Linked DNA regions of Anser cygnoides: region 1 is linked to region 2. The links are chromatin contacts, called in public Hi-C maps. All regions are on one chromosome and are shown on one strand. The core of a region is the stretch at or near the end of the contact, and the rest is flanking DNA. Distances in the headings are between cores, read along the strand shown.

Region 1 (4,156 bases), core at 232-2,731, 150 kb before region 2:
GCCTACATGGAAATTATTACTCCTCCTTTGCAGTGCTGGAAAACAAACTCAGCATCATCTCCGTGAAAACAGGAGAGGAAGAGCCGCAGCACAAAAGCCAGGTGTTCACATATCGGCACTGCTTGTGGCAAGGTGGAACCAGGGGCCTCCCTGCTTTTGGCCTCCCCTGTGCTGAAGGAGGGTATCTGAGGGAGTGTGTTTGTCCACCTGGTTTTGAACACAAGTCCAAACCGACTGAAGTTAAAGCATATTTTTTTGAGAGGGGCTCTCTTTGAGGTCAGAAGCTCACTCAAGACAAAACATTTTGAGGAAGAACTATTTTTTGACTTCCTACATTCTCATCAGAATCACCGATCTCACGCTGATGTGTTACCTGAAGTAGATTTACTGAGTGCCTGCCTCTTTCCGATAACTTGAGGGAGCGATACAAACTCTAACCCCCACAACGTAAGTTGATCATGCTGTTTTCTGCAGTGTCAACACGTATATCATCCTGCTGCTTGTGCTTCAAAGCAACGTGAATTTTGAGAAGCAATTTTACTTCCATTCCATAGCCTCCCTTTTGCTTCCCTTCCTCTTCCCTAATCCTAGATTGCTTTTCTGCTGGTTGAAAGTTAAAGCAGTTCAAATTTAAAGCTCTGCGCTGAGAAATGACTTTGTGAAACTACGTGTGCTTACACACGACATTTGTTCCCTGTGCAAGATCCAAGCCAGATCTTCGGAGGTCTGTGGCTCTCATATGGCTTTACTGGTTGTTACTCCTCTGAACGCGAGAAGAACCAGTCTAGCAGAGGGAGCAAGTGTTTTATTCTGGGTGATTTTCTAATTACCTATCAGTTGTGCACATGCGAACCACAGTACCTGAAGATGCAGCAAAAGGGTATCATTGGCAGCGCATGGCCTGGCTGTAGCTGGGAGGTTTGGTTATATAAGCAAGAGGTGAAAAATAAATTACAAGCTTGAGCTTCAGAGCCCAGCACAGGTTCTGACCCACCTCGCACTGATTAGCAGACAAAAATTGGAGATCCAGATCTCCATCTGCATGTATAGCAGGAAGACCTTCTCTAAACTAGGCAGTATGAGTCTAGTGTCCCCGCTGACTTTCAATATGTAGTTGATTTTTGACCCACACTTGCCTTTTGGTACCCAACTCCTCATCTCCCTTGTAGGTCTTACATGTTGTCTACAGCAGCTTGTAATAAACCAGGCATGGCAATGCCGGCAGAAGTACCTAAGCTGTAGGACAAGAACATTTCCAACTAGCACGGGTTAAAGACAGGGTCCCTCTCTCCCAAAACGACCATGGGTTTTCAGCAAATCCACTCGGAAGAAAGAAGAACCAGCCACAACCATTTCTGGCCCGTGGCATTTGACAAGACACTGCACAGTTTGCGCTGGAGTCAAAGTCCATTAGCGCAGCAACAAAAAGCCAGCAGCACCTGACTTTCTAATGTAACCTGATCCCACAATTTAATGTCCACGCTGTGAATTATTAACAGCGTTCCACCCAGCGCCTTATCACGGGGAGGCTGGAAATAATCACCTCCTTTCAAGGGCAAGTTCAGTTGCCTTTGTCTGACCTAGATTCTATAATTTTCCCCCTGCCCCCACCTGAGCATTATTTACATTTTCAAATCGACACGCTTAACACGTGGATTACCACCCTTCCATGAAAGGATGGACAAGGGAGTGAAGGTCACTGCTCCCTGTCTTTTGGAAAGGGACAAATTGAAACGGAGGCAGAAAGGGTGTGCATTTTCTGTGTTGTTTTTTGATACGGTTTGGCACTGAAAATGCACATGCTGGAAAAGAAATTGAATGTTGAGAGGATACTAAGATGGAGACTAGTTTGTGGGGTTGAGAAAGACAAGACATTTCAAGGGCCCCATCGCCCTCCCAGCCTCCTGTCCGCTGCCTCACTTTCCCTCTGGAAACCCACTGCTGGTAGAGGAACCCATCACACCACCCTCGCTTCTATCAGGGGCTGATCCATGCCCCAAATTTCTCCTGAGATTTCTCACGTCCAAGTGGTACCTGGGCAGCTGGATGCTCTTGCTGCCGGTGCAGGCTGAGCAGCAAGCCATGCCGTGACGTGAGAAACGTGACAGCTATGCTGCGCAAGGGCCTGGCTTCTTGCCTGATAATTGGCTCAAAGAAGAAGGAAAAAAAAATGTTTGCAAGAGTATCGTGGAGAGACATCAAGACGGGGCTATTAATAACAGGCGAGACATAACCTGCAGGCCACACCAAGGACGTGTCATAGGGCCTCTCGGTGAGGCCAGCCTCTGGTATGTGCCTGAGTGGGGAGGTAAATGCAACCCTCACTCTTGTGGACCTGCAGCTACTCAACCTTTACACTGAATATCGTGGCGCTTTGTGATGTTCTTGGGAAACACCCCAGGAGTGCTTCTCCCATTTACCAATGACATTCACTCTGTCCTGTGCCCATCCCTACCACTGTGAAGGATACCACAATAGGCAGGCATCACCCTTAATCCTCACCCAGCTGAGCTGCCATACCTAGAAACAGTCTACAATAGTCCTTAGCTCTCTCTTGGCCATTGCTAACCAAAACAACCCATTGGCAGCTCTCATGTGGCAGCGCTGAGGGTGCTAAAGGAGCATACAGAGGCCCCGTGTCCAGCCAAAGTGGGCTGTAAATCCATCAGACAGCAAGCTGTGCTTGCCTCTGTGACATGTGAATCCTATCCCTGGTGATCACATACATTATGCTGGGAATGTGCCTGCCCAACCCCTGCAGCTGCTCAGTGCCATGGAAGTCCCTCCATCCACAGGACTGCCAATGCAGATATTTTTTCCCCAGAATATACTGCATTTATTTGTAGCACCTCAAGAATTTTCCTTCATTTGTTTTCTGGCCACCTTCCTAGTTTTTTTTGCAAGGCAATTGGGGTTGTTGTTTCATGCCAGGCTACAAATCATGGAAAGTTATTGCTTGAGCTACAATGGGGTCTTCACTTGCCACTGAGATGTGCTGTCTAAAACTCCCCTTTGTACAACCCATATTTATATACAACCCTGTGGCATACAGACCACAAGTCATCTTTCTGAGGGATCCAATCTGCTATCAATCACCTCACTGACCTCCAGTGATACTATACTGAGCACAAACCATTCCTCCACGGAGTCTGAGTGTCTCCCTTTCCTGCCAGCACCATGCAGAGACAATGGCGTGTTCCTACTCAGCAGTATTTTCTCTTCTATAAACCACAACTGGCTTCTAGTTTACAGCAACGAAAGCAGATCTCTTTATTTCGCTGTTTTACTAGGAAATAAAATTATTTCATAGTATTTACCAAAAAAATCCTTCCCAGGTTTCTTTATGACCAGGAACGGGAGGAAGATGCTGCTCTAGTTTCACCTCCTTGAGGAAGTGTTGGGAGTACAGTTAAAGAGCAAAGCCTGACACAGTTAAACGAGAGCAGTGGTCAGGTTGCTTTCAAGACCAAATACATCAGCCTACAGAGCCTGCTGTGCCTCCTGGACACTAACCTCCCCGAGAATAGCTCTTGAGGCCAGCCTCTCACTTCCCATGGGGTAGCCCCCTGGGAAAGCCAAACTGCCTGCATGGGAACCATCTACCAGGCCAGTTCCCAGAGTAACTCCCTCCCCATGTCCACCAGGCCTCTCAGACCGGTGGGCAGAGACCTGCAAAAGCCCCAGTTGCACGTGCAAACCAAATCCTCTCATCAGAGTGAAAGCAGGGATGGCCTCAGGCGTGAGACCACCAAATGTCACCCCAAATGCTCACTGCTGAGACAAGATGCTCCACACAGGGCAGACACCCAAGGGCACAGTTAAATACATCTCCCTTTATCGAAAGGAGATGGGAAGAGACAGGCCAATGATCTGGGAGGGCCTAAAAGCCATGCAGAGTGTCAGGAAGGGCAGCCTGGGAGAGAAGGCTGACATGGAAAGGTAGATAAACCCAATCCTGTTCCTTGTCAGTGGCTTTGCTTGCCCCTCCTGCTACTTGCAATACACAACCACCAGGCAAGTAGCTAGCCAGAGAGTGGGTCTACCTTTGGGCTGGAGGAGGAGGAGAGAGGGATCTGGAGAAGGATGCAGAGCCCAAAGGCCAGAAATGCAGGTGATGATGTCCCAGCAACACTGAATGGGGATGATGGGAGACTGA
Region 2 (4,336 bases), core at 1,139-3,638:
GGTCGTAGCAGGGTGGGGGATTGGTCTCCCAAGCACCAAGTGACAGGACAAGAGGAAATGGCCTCAAGTTGCACCAGGGGAGGCTTAGGTTTGAAATTAGAAAAAAAATTCTTCACTGCCAGGGTTGTGAAGCATTGGAACAGGCTGCTCCGGGTTGAGTCACCATCCCTGGAGGTTTTTAAAAAACATCTAGCTGTGGTGCTTAGGGACGTGGTTTAGCGATAGGCTTGGCAGTGCTGGGTTAACGGTTGGACTTGATGATCTTAGACGTCTTCCAACCTAGTGACTCTGTGATTCTACTCTGTGAATATTGCTGTAGCTCTTTGAGCTCTTGGAGACAGCAGCAGTGCAGGGAGGAAAATTCTCTTCAGTGTCTGATGATACATGACCATTTTGATTTCTCGACTGAATATATATCCAGGATGAGGAAAATGAAATAACAGAAGGGATTATGCATGGGAAATGCCATATAGGGTGGTATCTGTCCATGAAAAGCCTTACTTAAACTCACTTTTAATTTGAGAACTGCGTTCTGCTTTTATGTTTTAGTTTGAGTAATGGACTGACTGTGTATGTACTAAAAGGTGAAGAAACCAGATCCAGAGACAGTGTGATGTGGAATAAAAGCCGTCAAATCTGTTATTTTTAACTCCTTGCAGATTTGCCTGTAAAGTAATTAAGAACTACAACCTTTTCATTTCAGGCTGCTTATAAGGAGGACCAGTTGAATATTTCTCGTTTGTTTACTTAGTGCAGCTTGAATGATTTGTCTTCTCAGCATGCAGTAAGGCAGTGCAGCTTGGATATTTGATATTTTGTCAGAATTTAAACTTTAACTTTGAATGTGAAAGGGTGTATGTTTTTAGACCTAGTATTGAACAGTTGTTAATCCAGACAGATGTCTTAACAGGTATGATTTTAAGGAGAGTTTAATCTCTATTTGTATTTCTTTCAGGAATTAGATTTATATTGGCATCTCCTGATTGTCAGGTTGTTTTAAATATTCAAATTGATTTTCATTTGGAAATAAATCCTGCTGCATTCAGCCTTAGTGCAATACATTCTTGGGTTCATTTTAGACAAGTGCTGCATGATTGGTGAGAGCAGATCTGCTTCAAAGTGGAGGTACTACCATTGAAATTGCCCTGCAAAGTCTAATTCTCTTTCCTGAGGGAAAGAACAGCGTCATTTGGTGTCTGCGTTCCTCATGGTCGGCTGCAGCCCTCTTCGTCCCAGAAGTGAACAGGCATGTCTTCAAATGGCAGCAGTTTTTCTGCCCCAAGAGTTGATTGTTGGCAAAGATAATTATTTGGAGGTGAAAGGAGACCTGCGTAAGATAATATTAACATTTTCCCAGGTCACAGTTGGTACGGTGTGGGTGTCTTGCTAAGCAAAGAGCTTTTATTTAAAACAAAACTTTTAGGAGAATCCCATGAGAGTGTCATGAGCTGAGCACGGTCAGAGGAAAGCAGAACTGTTCTCCTAATCAATCTCACTGTGTGGGGGGTTTGTGATCTAAGAGATTCGTACCTCACCAGCCTGTAGAATTGTTCAGAGATACAAAAGATTTTCAGACAATATCAAATCACAGACCACTTTATTTATGTGGTAGCTCTTTGTTATTTCCTATGGCTTGATATTGCTGTATTGCAGGTATTTATATATTTTTAACACTCTCAGGTAATAGATATTGGCTATGTAGTTACCTCCTCCCAGATTTAATTTCATGGAAATACAGTCTTAACCAGAATGTTTTTTCACTAGTTTTCATGGAAAGGTAGTAGAATTTGCAGGCTGCATTTTAGGTGAGAAAACCTAGAAAAACCCTTGACTGCTGCCATCACAAAAATTTTGAGAAGGTAAAAGGTAAAAATGTTGTTTTTTACAGTAACAGAGTCTATTATGCATGCAGTTCACAGCCTGCAGTCTGTAGGCTTGGAAACAGATAACAGGTTCTCAGTTACTGCAGAGAATACAGAGTAGTTCTATATTTCATAGTGATTAAAAAAAAAAAAAAGGAAAAAAAGCTGTTGGACATCTGCATTTAAGTTTGTCATGAATGGTTGCTAGGTACAAAGTATCTTCTTGAAAGGTTATTTTCTATATTTTTTTTCCTTCTTCTTAAAACTATTATTCTCTTCCTTTCTCTGATACTGAGCCCATGGCAATGCTGCCAGTTATTTAGATTCTCTGTTAGATCTTGATAGATAGGTTTCCATTATTATTACTCCATTTTGTCTGCTTATATACTCTTATATTGGATAGATTTCTATCCACTTTAACTTAATATTTCTGTAAAATTACAAACAACGGACTGTGTATACATCTTCTTTCACCACCCCTCTCCCACACACCCTTAGAATTCTTAATCTGACATCTTTGTTTTAATTCTTGGTAGTGAGTGTTAATTCCTCTTCTGAGGATGACAGATAATAGTATCTTTAAAGGTAGATGATCTTTGAATTGTTTAGTTAATTATTTACCTCTTTCTCTTCTTCTGTGAGAGTTGTTTTTGCACAAGGTTAATCTTTGTCAAATTTGTCAAGAGTTTGATCGCTATTTCAAGTATGGTTTTGGGGATCCTGTGTTTTGTAATAGCCATGCAAACAAATAACCTGTTTTTTTTTAAGACAAGAAAGCATCTGCAGAAAATTATCTTTGCATTGGAGTGTTTATGTATTTTGTCATTTGGTTGCGTTTAGTTGCAGCACAGATAAACTTATATGCCAAGAAGTTCCTGTTACTGCTCTTCTTATTAAGGGCATGGAGAGGTGCAGGCTTTTAATTCTAATAATGTTTTATATTGTTGCTGATTTTTCAGATGAATGCACTGGACACACTTGGTCAAACAGCATTGCACAGGGCTGCTTTAGCAGGTCACTTGCAAACCTGCCGGCTCCTGCTGAATTATGGCTCTGATCCCTCCATCATCTCTTTACAAGGCTTCACAGCAGCACAGATGGGAAACGAAGCAGTGCAACAGATACTAAGTGGTAGGTAAAAATTAAGGCTTGGATATTTGAACTTCAGCTTCTCCCTGTCTTTTAAAGCTGTGGATCTTATTTCCTTTTCAACGCAAGAGACTTAATATAGTTTCTTCATCCCTCCCTTCTGCCATTATGTGCACACATCTACGTTGTTCTGTGTGATGCTTTTTTAGGAAACAGACTCACAGCTGCTCAATTCAGAGCTTTTGTGCAAAATGGGGATAAAATATCTTGTGGATTTATATCATGCTGTTGTATGGGAATATTAAAGGAAGTCAGGTCAATTTTTTAATTTTTTTTAATAACAAGTTCCAAGGAAACTAAAATATTGACAAACATGAGAACCCTTTTTCCTCTCATCAGCTACCCTTTGGGTACTCCATACTTTAGCAGTCAAAAGTAGAATGTTACTTGTGTTTTACAGAGTGGGAGCAGAGTCCTGTGAGATAAAGGCACTTGCATCAGATATAAAAACAACCTAAGTATTTATGCGATCAGTAATTAGAGGGTATGATGTTTATGGTTCTCTTATAAAAGATCCCAGGGTTAACAGTTTGGGGATTTTTTCTAACAGCGTAACCACTTCCTAAAGAGAATTTCTGGTCTTTGGTTCCAGGCCCCTCACCAGCTTCGTAGCAAGTACAAAGTGCAAAGGTATTAATTCAGGTGCTGAAATGAGCATGTTTAATTCTGGGTGTGCAGTGGGGCTTCTTGCAGTTTGCTGAAGTAGATGAGAAGGTGCTTTTGAACTTCATCAAATCTTTGAATCCGTCCCAGTGAACGCATAGGTTTTTTGAATGCAGAAACGTCGTTCTTACCATACATGGGATTAGCAACACATTGAAATTCCATTGGGCAGAATGATGTCAGCTCTAGAGCCTAAATCTGACTTTTACACTGAAACTAAGGCTCCTTATTCAGCTATTTAGGCAATATGAACTTGAACTTCACTACTCCTGTAGCATTTTTACAGATGCCAGCAGACGTCTTCCTAGTTTGAAAAAATCGAGCACAAGTTAATATAACTTAATAACCCTAAAACTTCTTTTTCTGTATGTAGAAAGTACACCTGTGCGTACTTCTGACGTGGATTATCGGTTATTAGAAGCATCTAAAGCTGGAGATTTGGAAACTGTGAAGGTAGGTTTGAGCAACTCCTATTAATTTTTCATTTTATTGTTGTGCAAGGCTCATGAAAGCCTCTGCTACAAGGGTTGTGGACGTCATGCCCAGTGGATGATAAATCATAAAAAATGTGAAGGAAGATCTCTTAATATTTTTTCTGATAAGCTGGGCATTGAGATGTGCTGAGGTGTTTCTCTGAGTTGTGAATTCTCTGAGAATTATCG

Evidence for each region. Hi-C and Micro-C count contacts between places; a contact is called where the count stands out from the background.
Region 1: a Hi-C map of liver shows a contact between it and region 2, with 2.6 times the contacts expected there. The contact joins two enhancer-like sites. A contact is called at or near these places in 2 of 7 Hi-C or Micro-C datasets (both in liver).

What each region holds. Positions count from the first base shown.
Region 1 is chr4:68,707,421-68,711,576 of Taihu_goose_T2T_genome, reverse strand. No RefSeq gene overlaps it. Among named protein-coding and RNA genes, the nearest start is that of PPP1R3B, 16 kb to the left of the region's middle. Within about 2 kb of position 1,481, at least 3 of the 3 cell types and tissues checked have open chromatin away from gene starts, as enhancers often do. A contact at or near this core is called in liver, where this site is marked.
Region 2 is chr4:68,556,958-68,561,293 of Taihu_goose_T2T_genome, reverse strand. It overlaps TNKS (tankyrase), which reads left to right. Exons shown (of 27, transcript XM_066996344.1): 12 at 2,822-2,993; 13 at 4,048-4,127. Among named protein-coding and RNA genes, the nearest start is that of DUSP4, 36 kb to the right of the region's middle. Within about 2 kb of position 2,388, at least 1 of the 3 cell types and tissues checked has open chromatin away from gene starts, as enhancers often do. A contact at or near this core is called in liver, where this site is marked.